Regions from separate parts of the Mus musculus genome. Here region 2 is linked to region 1. Evidence: chromatin contacts called from public Hi-C data. All regions are on one chromosome and are shown on one strand. The core of a region is the stretch at or near the end of the contact, and the rest is flanking DNA. Distances in the headings are between cores, read along the strand shown. Region 1 overlaps Mylk (myosin, light polypeptide kinase). Region 2 holds the start of E130310I04Rik (RIKEN cDNA E130310I04 gene).

Region 1 (5,950 bases), core at 419-2,918:
CTCCCATACTGTGCTTGTGTGTTTCCCAATGCACAAATTTACCTATTCTGCGGCCTCAGTGAAATGGGTTAAGCCCTGCTCCTCTGAGGACAGGTCCACCTTGAGGGGCCATTGAGTCCCAGGTGTTCAAGGGCACTTACAGAATTTTCATATCTGGAACTCAAGCAGAATTTTTATAAATTTTATATTCTCTCTCTCTCTCTCTCTCTCTCTCTCTCTCTCTCGTGTTGTGTGTGTGTGTGTGTGTGTGTGTGTGTGTGTGTGTGTGTGTGTGTGTATGAGATTCATATGTGAACAGAGGTGCTTAAAGAGTCAAGAACAAGGCCTTGGATCCCCAAAGGTAGCATTACAGGAGGTAATGGCCTTCCTGACATGGCTGGGAACCAAATTTGTGTTCTCTACAAGAACAATTCATGTTTCTAACTGCTGAGTCATCTTTCTAACCCCTCAATGGGAATTCTTTTTTTTTATTTTTTTATTTTTTGGTTTTTCGAGACAGGGTTTCTCTGTGTAGTCCTGGCTGTCCTGGAACTCACTCTGTAGACCAGGCTGGCCTCGAACTCAGAAATCCACCTGCCTCTGCTTCCCAAGTGCTGGGATTAAAGGTGTACACCACCACACCTGGCTACTCAATGGGAATTCTTAGATTGGGGTTTTCTCTGCCTCTCTCTCTCTCTCTCTCTCTCTCTCTCTCTCTCTCTCTCTCTCTCGATAGCTTTACTCTCTGAATAAGATTCTCTGAAGCTTGGATGTGTCAAGGACTTGGAAAAGTAGTGAACATCTGGGAGCACTCACAGACACCCTTAAGTATTGCTAGAGGCAGAGAGCTGGTGCAGAGCTCAAAGTGCCACAGGAGGCATTTGTAAGGGGGCATCCTTTCCAGAAGCCACAGGAAAGCTGCAGAGAGAAACAGGTTGGAATTCATCTTAATGCATCTTCATGACTTATTGTCAAAATATAAGAAAGTATTACTTTCCCAGCATGTAGTCAATATAGTTTAATATTGAGGGTTTTGGTGCTTGTTTTTGTTTTTGGTGAAGAGGGATTCGTACAGAGCCTCACTTGGCCCAAGGTTGAATTTTCCGTGTAGCTGAAGATCGGTCACCTTGAGCCCCCGATCTTCCTGTCCACCTCCCAAGGTCTGCAGTCACAAGTGTGTGTCACAGGGCTCAAATTACTGAGGTCTTTTTTTTTCCTTTTTTCCTTTTTTTTGTGACCCAGTGTGTAATGCACAGAAAGTGTGAACTCTGAACTCTACTACACATCGTAGTGAGTGCGTATGAAACAGAAGTCCTTACGGTTTCTTTTCCTTGTAGGTCCGGGGCTACCCAGAGCCCCAGGTGACATGGCACAGAAAAGGGCAAGCCATCACCAATGGTGGCCGCTTCCTGCTGGACTGTGGAGTGCGGGGGACTTTTAGTCTTGTCATCCACACTGTCCGCGAGGAGGACAAGGGCAAATACACCTGTGAAGCTAGCAATGGCAGTGGCGCCCGCCAGGTGACCGTGGAGCTGACTGTGGAAGGTGAGTCCCATGGGGCACTGCTGCAGGAGCTGAGCTGCCAGCTCCAGAGTCTCCTGCTGCACTTCAGCCCTCTCTCAAAGATGGAGGGACTTAGAAGAGAAGCCGCACCCTGTTTGAGGCTTTGGACCGTCCTGACTCATATTCCAGCTTTGGCATGACTCACATCACACCAAGAGTACAAACAGACCTTACATAGGGATGCATGGCCCATCCCCCACCCTCCTCACCTGTCACCCCACTGTGGCCAAGCCTTGCCACATTTGACAAGACCTCGGGATTTCACCCTGTCACTTGCCCAAAGAAGAGCTCTTGCCTTGGCCCTTCACTTAGCTCACACTCATGTGAGCTTCAGGCCTCTGCTCAAGGATCCCCAACTTAAAGAACCCCCTTTTAACCCCTCAGCTTTCAACTCCCCTTCCTGTAAATGCTCTCACAGTTTTCCTCTAAGGCTTGCCACCCTCTCACCCATTGCACAGGCTCTGAGACATAGGGTCACCATCTTGTCTATTACTATTTCTTAAGCATCTGGAATGTTCTCTGCACAGGTGAATACCAAATGTTTGGGAAATGACTAGAAAGGACTTAATCATCGTTAGCATTGCCATGAAGTAATAGTGCTTACTATAAAAAATATTTAACAGAAAAAAAGTTTATTAATTAATACATGGTCAGTTGTCTCCCCCCCCCCCACTTCTGTGATTAAAATAATTTACTAACTTTCAAGCATCTGGGAGACACATTTGACTATAAATAATACCAGGGTTTGTCACTGGTGCATCTTCCTGGCAGGCTGAAGCTGCTCTGATGGGTTCAGGCCACTGACAGAGACTCAGGGTCTGATGTCTGGAAAGAGAAGGGGTCAGCCAACCCCTCGGATGTAAGCATGCTTTCCCAGACCCTTCTAGGCCTTTCTGGGAGCTGATAAGCAAGGTAGACAGACTTGCTCCTTCTTTATTTGTTGTTTTGTTTGTGTGTTTGTTTGTTTTTAGAAGACTGTACTCCTAATCTCATTTGCAAGAGACCCTGTGAGCAATATAGATAGCCAGTTAAGGCCGCCTTGGAAAGTTCTAGAAGGGATTCGGTGCACTTGGGACAGTGGCCACTCCGTGACCCCTTTTCCCTGTTTCCCCACACAGTTGCAGGCACACAAGTTCTGCTGAGCAGAGTGTACATAGTTTGGATGCTTTCCTCAAATTCTTTAACTAAGCGACTCAGTCATTTAGTGACCTTCAAGTGCCTGTGGCAGGAGCGTTCTGGACACAGGGTGGCTTCTGGTCAGAGGTCTCAGGATAAGCTTCCCAGGAGTCATTCTGATGTGGTGCGCTCTCTGTACTAACTGATCACACAGCCTAAACTTGGAATATTGAGGCCCTTGAACAAAAATTACCCTGCTTCCTTTTCTGATTTCCTGTTTGGAGCTGAGAGTGGAGAGGTGCTGAGTTATGAGTCACGGTCCAAAGTCCTGATCCCAACATTTGCCAACATAGTGTGAGACGCGAAACCTCTGAACCTTGGCTTCTGCAGAAAACGGATGTGAATTCCAAGCTTTGCAGCCTGGCTTGGCCCTTATTCTCTATGATCCATATTAAGGAAGACTGGGGTGTGTTGGGAATGCAGGGAAATTATATAAACCAGACATACTCAGGTGTGGTGGTTGCTGCATGCCTTTCATCTCAGCACTCAGGAGGCAGACACAGATAGATCTCTGAGTTCAAGGCTAGCCTGGTCTACATAAAACTGAGATAACTTGTGAACTTTCTCCTTGGTTCCTACTGTTCAGGAAGTTGTATCTGATGGCTCAATCCAGAGAGAACATTTTCATGTCAGAAGCAAGGAGGTGGGACAACTATAGAAGAGCAAGATAAGGTTCACGTTCCTCCTCTTTTGGTGGGTTTTAATTGGGATAAATTGGCTCAGGCATTTAAGATGTGTTGTGCTTCTAACTACGGGAAAATGGTCTCATGCCTGCAGCCTCTCTCTGTGTGAATGGGCCTGCGTGCATCCCACTTCTGTTTGAGCTGATGTGTTTGGGGCCACCTTAAGCCCCATAGGCCTAGATGATGTATTCATCATCCATTACCATGGAGATGCTGTCAACTCCGCGCCATGTTAGCATCGACATTCACAAAGCGACTCCAGCAGCCAGCCCACTGGCCTCCTGTGCAGCTCTGGGCTGGGCATCCCACTGTGTTCATCCCTGAACAGAACAGAGGTCCTGGGATGAAACGTTTGACTGAGAGGTGGAAACTTTTAACCTTTAGAGGCAGGGTTGTGCAGTGAGTGGAGTCAGATGCCCTGGTTGAGTTTTAGCTCTGTTGCTTTTACAAGTGTGAGCACATGGCCTTCCTGAGACTTCCTTTCCTTTAAGGCAGAGGGCGACACACAGAGTGGTGCATGGATCAGCCCAGCCCCTGGCCATCAGGAAGTGGTGCCCAGTGGTTTTCTTGAGCGGCAACTAACATCCTTAGAATACTTACAGAGGGAAGTCCGTGAGAAAGAAGGCTTTCTTGCCCAACTTCTAGTTTGGCAATTAGAGCCAAGAAGCGTAAGAACAGGTGCCTCGGGACAGGACCACACAGGTACCCAAGCCCCACACCGGGGAAGCAGCCATGCTCTAAGCACCTCTAAGTTAGTGAAGTTTAGGGCAGAGCAAAATCCTGAGGGAGCTTCCTCCCTAGTACAGGGGCTGCAGGCTGTTCTCCAGGGTCACTATCCAGTAGTGACGTAACATGAGCTGTACATGTGACCTTAGGTTTGCTAGAGCCACATTTTTAAAGTTAGGTGTCTTCATTAGGGTTTCATTGCTATGAAGAGACACCGTGATCAAGGCAACTTCTATAAAGAAAAAAACATTTAATTGGTGCTGGCTTATAGATTCAGAGATTTAGTCCTTTATCATCATAGCAGGAAGCATGGCAGCATCCAGGCAGACATAGTGCTGGAGAAGACAAGAGTTCTACATATCGATCTGGGGGCAGCCAGGAGAGGACTCTTCCACATCAGGAGGAGACTGAGCATAGGAGTCTCAAAGCCCACCTACGAAGTGACACACCTCCTCCAACAAGGCCTCACTCCTAATAGTGCCACTCCCTGTGGCCAACCATTCAAACCATCACATTAGGTGAGATTAATTTTAACAAAATGTTTTATTTAACTCAGAATTTTATTTAATCCAGAATTCGATCATCTCAGTGTATAATCAACATAAACATGATAAGTATCCCCTCCATATGACGAAGAGTCTCTCTCAGCAGAGTTACAGGTTGGATTAGTCGAATGTAAGCACCCGTGCCTCCCTGGGGAATCTTGTTGACACACCTGTGTTGATTGCAAGGTCTGGTCCACAGCCTGAATAGCTGAAGTTCAGCCACCCCCGGGTGTCAACAGGCCACACTTGGAGGAATTCAACTCACATGGAGGAGGCTAGAGTCAGGCATGGTGGTGTGCACCTGTAATCCCAGCACGTGGTAGACCACGGCAGGAGGATTAAGTGCAAGGCTAGCTTAGGCTATATATCAAGATCCTAACTCAAAAACAATCACCTGCAGGGCTTCTGGAAGCACTAGCTGACCTGGAGCAGCCTGCCCCTCTGTCTTCTTCCAGCCCCTCCATAATCTCCTCTTCCCCCAGTCCCTGACCCCTAGTGTCTTAATCAGGGTTTCTATTCCTGCACAAACATCATGACCAAGAAACAAGTTGGGGAGGAAAGGGTTTACTCAGCTTACACTTCCACATGGCAGTTCATCACCAAAGGAAGTCAGGACTGGAACTCAAGCAGGTCAGGAAGCAGGAGCTGATGCAGAGGCCATGGAGGGATGTTACTTACTGGCTTGCTTCCTCTGCCTTGCTCAGCTTGCTTCCTTATAGAAATCAAGACTACCAGCCCATGGATGGCACCATCCACAATGGGCTCTCCCACCCTTTATCACTAATTGAGAAAATGCCTTACAGCTGGATCTCATGAAGGCATTTCCTCACTTAAAGCTCCTTTCTCTGTGATCCAGCTTGTGTCAAGTTGACACAAGACCAACCAGTACACCTAGTAATACTGAGGCTGCTGCTCTCTGCACATCCCTGTACCTTCAGGTTTCTGGAGTTCAATTTACACACACACATATGCTCGTGCACTCTCCCATGATGCATATGAATGCAGTGCTCACAGAAGACAGAACAGTCCCTGGATCAGATTCCCGGAGTTACCGCTGTTGAGCCACTTGGCGTGGGTGCTAGGAAGCTCTGCAAGAGCAGTGTGTGAGCTCGTAGCCACCGAGCCTTCTACTCAGCCTGGGACCTCCTTTTTTCTCCCATCTCTTTAGTCCTCCACCTCTTTCTCCTTTCCGTAACCATGGACCTTCGTGGACTTTGCCTTTCCAGTTGCTCATAATCCTATCTGCTCTTTCATTTATTATGCATTGTTGAAAACCTA
Region 2 (6,487 bases), core at 1,697-4,196, 98 kb after region 1:
TTGCCATCCTATTTCTGTGTGTGTGTGTGTGTGTGTGTGTGTGTGTGTGTGTGTGTGTGCTAGAGGACAGCCTCAGGTGCCACCCTGTCCTCTTCCTCCCTTGAGACAAGGTGTCTTATTGGCCTGAAGTATACCAGTTATACTAGACTTACCAGTTAAGCTAGCCAACAATTCCCAGGCATCCTCCTGTCTCCACGCCCCCAGCAGTGGCATTACAAGTAGGCACCACTACACCAGACAAGATGGAGTAACCCCTGCTCCCTCCCCACTGTCCCGTTTGTCCTTGAGAATAGACGGTGAGGAGCCCCATTTCTCACTCTCACCTGTACCCGCAGATCCAGGAGAGCGAGCATATCAAGGTGGAGAATGGCGAGAGCGGCAGCAAGCTCACCATCCTGGCCGCGCGGCAGGAGCACTGTGGCTGCTACACACTGGTGGTGGAGAACAAGCTGGGCAGCAGGCAGGCCCAAGTCAACCTCACGGTCGTGGGTGAGTCCAGGAAACGCTAAGCAAGAAGGGCGAGGAGTGGGGGACAAAGTGAACAAACCCCGGGATGTCAGCACCTTCCTCTTGCTTCCTCGTTCCCCCTGTCTTCTCCTCTCCTTACTCTCACACAATACCTTGCAAACTGATGCAGGACTCCATACCTGCCTCTGCTTCACCACCCACCCCCTAGCATCTTCCATTCCCTGAGTCCCCTCCTTGTTTCTCGGGCGTTCCTGGCCATTAGAGATCCCAAGCCCTCCTGCCGCAGGTCTTTTCGGTGGATTGTTCACTTCCTCTGGCTCATGCCCCCCACTGTCTGACTCCCTTTGTGTCTTAGTTTTCTTTTGCTGTGCTGAAGCACCAGATCAAGACAGCTTAGAGAAGGCTGGGTTGATTTGGGGCTTATGTTCCTAGAGGGATAAGGGTCCATCACCATCACGGTGGGGAGCATGGCGGCAGGCAGGCACCACCGCACTGGAGCAGCACCAAGAGCTCTCATCTCAACCTACAGACAAACAGCAGACAGGACCAACTTGAGACAGCTCACATCTTTTGAAACCTTAAAGTCTCCCTCCAGGGACATACTTCCTCTAGCTAGTCCACACCTCCTAATTCTCCTCAAACAACCACCAACTAGGAAGCAAGAACTTGTGGGGGGACATCTGATTCAAGCCTGCAAATCCCCACCTGGGATCAAGGCCACTTCCTCTTACTTTCAGGGGTCGGAGCACGGAGACTGCATCATGTACACACTCCAGGCTATGCTCTGGTGCCCCTAGACGGAGGTATCAGTGACCTTCAGAACTTTTATCCTTCTCTGGAGACACGTTCCCCGTTGCCATCCCCCTGCCCCCTCCCCACTCCCAGGACACACACAAAGCCCTTAGGCCTCTAGCTTCACTGAGAACTACGAGGCATTAGACTCCTCTGAACTTGGTGGCCTCCAGACCTCCAGGTACCTGTACACCATGCCATCAATGGCTCCTGTACCTTGAGGAGGGTTCTTTTCTTTGGTCCAGTTCCCAGGTTCTCAGGACTCCACCATCCTCAGCTCACTCAGCTTTTCATCCCCCGCTTGTTCCAACAGCACAGGCATTACCCCACCCCCACCCCCTGCATCGATTGGCCTTCCTGCAGTGCTCTGCTTTCTGTGCCCCAGCCCCTGGGCTAACCCGGTGGCAGAGCAGCCTCACCCCTTGGCCTCTGGCCCTCTGCAGCTACCTGCCCCTTAATCCCATGTTGCTTGGTCTAGAGAGACTGTTTCTCTAAGGTCACTGTGATTGCTAACCCTAAGTTCTTCCCCTTTCTATATCTCTGAGTTCCCAGTAAGCTGAACCCCTATTTAGACCGAGTCTCAAGATTTGGTGTTGCCTTCTTTCCTAGTAACTGTTTTTACGTTCCGATCTGTCTTCTGACACATCTAAATCGCTTTCTATGTGGCTTCCTCCCATGGGTGATGCTCACTGTTTTCCCTCGGTCATGGTTCCCCTTGTGGCAGATGCATATAGTACAGTAGAGGGACACAAGAAGGTGCAGCTAGGGGGACAGTAGACTGTGTTGTATGCCTGTGTGGGCCTCCATATATGGGGCTCCTGAAAGACTTTGGCCTGGTATTTAATTGCATACACATTAGATTTGAGTAGGTTTTCCAGTCAATCTTGGCTTTCAAGCTTACAGGGTTTCAATTAGACAAAGGGGCTCCTTTGGGTTCAGTGTGAAGACTAGTCCCCAACTTCACAGCAGGGCTCACACCTACAGAACAAAAGAGTGTTAGAAAGGATTCATGAGCCACAGCGGGGATCTGAGGAATGTCCCAAGCATGAAGTTGGCAGTTGGAGAGGACTCAGAGGCTCTCTTAGTGCTGTCACTCTGTGGTCCCTAACTTTGGTCCCAGTCTTCCTTCTCCATCTTTATCTCCTATCCTCACCTTAGGCCCAAAGTGGATAGGTATGTCTCCAGCCATGCAGAAGGGAAACTAAGGGAAGAACTCATTTCAGACTCTCAAAAGCCTGCCCTCCAGATGTGCCCATGGCCTGTGGATGGCTAAAGAGTGAAGAATCTCTCTAAGACAGAGAAACCTCTTCCTCAGCCTTCCCATCTATCTGCCCCTGTGTGGGGTCAACAACTTTAAACTGCCTTTCTGAAACCAGTGCCCCCTACCCCAATCGGGGCCACCCCGGGCCGTGCCACACTCCCCTTCCCCCAGCCCCACTGCGGGAGCTGCAGTTCTGACCTTTTATGGTTGAGTTTCTCATTCTCCACTGCCGGTGCTGACAGGGCCATCGGTGTGGCTGCCTGCCAGCTGGCAGGAGCAACATGTTAAATGCCGTCCTAGGAGGGGAATGGAATGGGGAGCAGGCTCTCTGTCTGCCTCCCCCACCCCAGAGCTAAGAATAGAATCGCTCAATAAAATGAGGACTCGTATTGATGGCCACAGCACAGCTACATCCATTCAAAGCCCATGAATTTAGACTTAGGCCAAAGTAAACCAGGATTAACCTGATTTACCTGTGTGTCTCCAGGGACATCTGCATATTATCTGATTGGGGTTTATTAAGTAGATATAAACACAAATGAGATAAAGTAGATATTGTTCCACCTATTCTGGACAGTTTTCAAGCACTTGAAACGCATCCACTTGATGGGCCGACTAAATAAGGCCACTTAAAAGTGACTTGTGCTCCTTAGCTGCAGAAGTCTCTTGTGGCATATTCTCTGAAGAGCTGCCTTCTTTTCAGATCACTCAAGAGTCTCATTTTCAAATCAACAAAAGCTAGCCCTTCCCCCCCCCCAAGTTGGTTTAAGTGAGGGATACTTAGCTATTTCCGAGGCTAATTATTGTATTTTAAGAAGCAGCATAAGAATGAGGTTTGCAGCCTGGCCTGGGCCTGCGCCTGCGCCTTCTGGGCTGTTCTGTGTGACCTGGGAGAGGATGAGGGAGGAGCAGGGGATCCAGATGGATTCTTTAATGTCACTCACCCAACACAAGAATAACAGGCCTCCTCCTAACTCTAAGGGAGAAAAACAAAGTATCAAGAACCCAACCTACACCAACTACATTCTGAGTTTAAAGCTGATGTGATTTGGAAGGGCTGGAGATACGCCTTAGAGATTCCCGGCTTACCAGTGTAAGCATGACACTAGCTTGGTCTCATTCTGCCTGACAGCATAGAAAGGACGGAACCCTGTCTGGATGCACAGGGTTGTGGGACTCTCCTGTGGCTTTGTCCATGACTAGTGAGTGTTCCGGCTTGCTCTGATAATGCACCCTGACTAAAAGCAACATAGGGAGAAAAGAGTGGATTGGCTCACAATTCTGGCTTACAGTCCACCATCTCAGGGCTAGGCTAGGCTAGAACTCAGGTCGCTAGTCATTTCACATTCATGGCCAAGAGCCGAGAGACCAAATGCATCGCGGTGTGCTCTCTTGCTCTCAGTTAGCTTACTCCCCTCATACTATCCGGTTTGCCCTGCCTAGGGAATCTACAGCCACAATGGCCTGAGTCTTCCTGCCTCAGATAACAGTCAAGACATTCCCCATAGATACACCCACAGGCCAACCTGATCTGTGTAATTCCTTGTTAAGGCTTTCTTCCCAGTTGATTCACGGTTGTATCAGACTGACAGTTAAAACTAACCAGCACCGTGAATTCAGCCTCAGCCTCAGCCTCTTAGAGCCTCTTTCCAAGCGTGTGCCGTAGTTTAGGCCAGTAGCTGTTGGATTCAGGATCAGTGCTTGGCCATCTCTGCAGGCCCAGCCCAGACAGACATGGTGTGGGCAAACACAAAGAGGGCAAAGGGAAGCCGGGCTGTTGGGAAGCATCACAGACAAGGTTCTCTGGTTTCCCAGCAGTAGCCACCCTCTACTGAGCACAAACTCTTGCAGCTGGAAGGATTTCCCATTCTGCCAGCCATGTCTCCAGGGAGCCCTGGGAGAATTCCGAGGAAGCATGGGTCCAGCCGTAGCCAGCGAGCCAGTCTCTTGTTTGTCAGGCACTGTCCAGGCCAGATGTGTCTGTCTTTAGCAGAGAGGCTCATGGGAGAACCCTGGTCCCACCCGGTAGTTAGTTCAACTCATGTGGGCTCTGTACTTGGAAAGGATAAAGAGCATCAGACACAGCTCTGAGGATAAGCACGGAGGAGGGATCCTACACTCCTAGCACTCCTGAACCTTTGTGGTCCAAGAGCGTCAGGGTTATAAAGCACACAGGCCCAGCACCATGTTCCAGGGAGGTTTGTCCTTCTGCTGGTCACATGCGGGCCTGACCCTTTAGTCTCCTAAAATAGTGATGAGAGTGGAACACTAAGACAAACATGCAAGACTCTCTGAATGTTCGTGTTCAAATCCCTTCACATTCTGCTTGTCATGCGAGCCTCCTCCCCCATGGTCTGCACCTTCTCCTGTACTGGCTGAGGGAAGCCCCACCACGTGTAAATTAGTGGTGCCTGTACCAAGGGTAGGTGCACACAGCAACTCTTCAGCAACGTTGATCTCTCCAAGTTGTTTTTTTCCAGAGCAAACCAGAGAGAAGGCAGTCGGCCAATGGCCAGGGTCTTTACTTGTATAAAGCTCCATGACTAAGTCTGCCAGAAGGTCTGGGGCAGGGACAGTAAGGACTTCTCCTCCCCTACCCCCACCCTCACCCCCCAAGCAGGCTCCTTCACTTCCTTAGCTGATTTCCAGAGGACTTGAGCCACTTGCCGCTAAGAGGATTTAGAATAATAAACATCTTTGCCAACACCAGAAATGTTTCTTAAAAAGACCAATATATCCTTCAGAACAAACAGAATTTCTAAGAGAACATTTTCAACAACCAGTGAAAGCGGCTCACAATTCCTCCTCCACCAGTTGCAGGAGGCCTCCTGTGTCGCCGGGGAAAGTAGGAAGTGGCCTTGACAGGACTTAAAACAACCAGGAGAAGTGGCTCCTTACAGGAGGCCACCAGCCTCACAGTGAGGCTGCCTGCAGTGATGGGAGGTGGCTCTCTGGGAGCAAATGAGTCCCAGGCAGCAAAGATTAAGCTAGTATATCAAAGAAGGAGACAGGAGATTAGGGGTAGGCTTCAATGGGTAGAGTGCCTGCCTGTCTAGGGACTGTGAAACCTTGAGTTCTGAGCCCAGCACCACATACACCAGGTGTCCTGGGGTAATAGAAGTACTAAACGTACTGAACACCAGTCAGGAGGATCAGAAGTTCAGGTTCATCTTTGACTAGGGAATGAGTTCCAGGCCCACGTTAGGCCTTAACTCATCATAAATAAATAAATAAATAAATAAATAAATAAATAAATAAAATGGAGGAGAGGTGAGAAGGAATATGTGTGTACATATGAATATCCACAAAATAAATATACAGTTAAAATTGATATTGAATTATTTTAAAATAAATTTATTTATTTAAATTCACTTAAAACTAAAAAGAAGGGGAAAAGAATTAAAGTGGAGGAGGGGTGAAAAGGAATGTTATGCACATAGGAATGTGCACTTTTATATTTGCATGTGTGCAGCCTCACGAATACGTATCCACACACAGACATACAGAGATGTTCCTTCACAGAGTCCTAGGGCCATTTTTCAGGATCCCTTTGGCCTCCCTGTCTGGCTGGGCTTCAGAGAGGAAACAGAAGTACTTACCTGTCTGTTTGCTTACTCGGTATACAGACATACATGTTAACACCATTTTCCCAGTGAGAAAGACAAACAAGCTAGCCTTAAATTTTCTGACTTTCGCATACAAATCCACATCACATAGTTTCAATTGCTGTTTTGTGAGGGAACTCAAACTTGGTTGGTGGAGAATGAAAGGGTTTCTATAATTAGCAGATAGCTGTAACTAACCAAACAACTGCAGAAACTAACCAGAGAAGTAGAAGTTTTGTTTAGATAAGCAACTAAGAACACCTGGGGAAACTCAGAGACTTCATTAAACTGTTAGCTGCCATGATTTGGCTTGAACTGAGCAGCCTCACTGGTCTAAGCCAAGGTCATCCGGGAGGGAAGG

What was found. Hi-C and Micro-C count contacts between places; a contact is called where the count stands out from the background.
Region 2: a Hi-C map of embryonic fibroblasts shows a contact between it and region 1, with 2.1 times the contacts expected there. The contact joins the promoter of E130310I04Rik here to the enhancer-like site in region 1. A contact is called at or near these places in 1 of 39 promoter capture datasets (the 3T3-L1 cell line), 3 of 484 Hi-C or Micro-C datasets (3T3-L1-derived adipocytes, cranial neural crest and embryonic fibroblasts) and 1 of 9 other capture datasets (embryonic stem cells).

Annotation. Positions count from the first base shown.
Region 1 is chr16:34,859,248-34,865,197 of GRCm38.p6, forward strand. It overlaps Mylk (myosin, light polypeptide kinase), which reads left to right. Exons shown (of 32, transcript NM_139300.3): 3 at 1,317-1,524. Among named protein-coding and RNA genes, the nearest start is that of 1700119H24Rik, 77 kb to the right of the region's middle. Within about 2 kb of position 1,669, at least 34 of the 459 cell types and tissues checked have an H3K27ac peak or open chromatin away from gene starts, as enhancers often do. A contact at or near this core is called in embryonic fibroblasts, where this site is marked.
Region 2 is chr16:34,956,048-34,962,534 of GRCm38.p6, forward strand. It overlaps E130310I04Rik (RIKEN cDNA E130310I04 gene), which reads right to left and starts at 2,947. Exons shown (of 4, transcript NR_045723.1): 1 at 2,720-2,947; 2 at 324-505. Mylk (myosin, light polypeptide kinase) reads left to right here. Exons shown (of 32, transcript NM_139300.3): 21 at 336-489.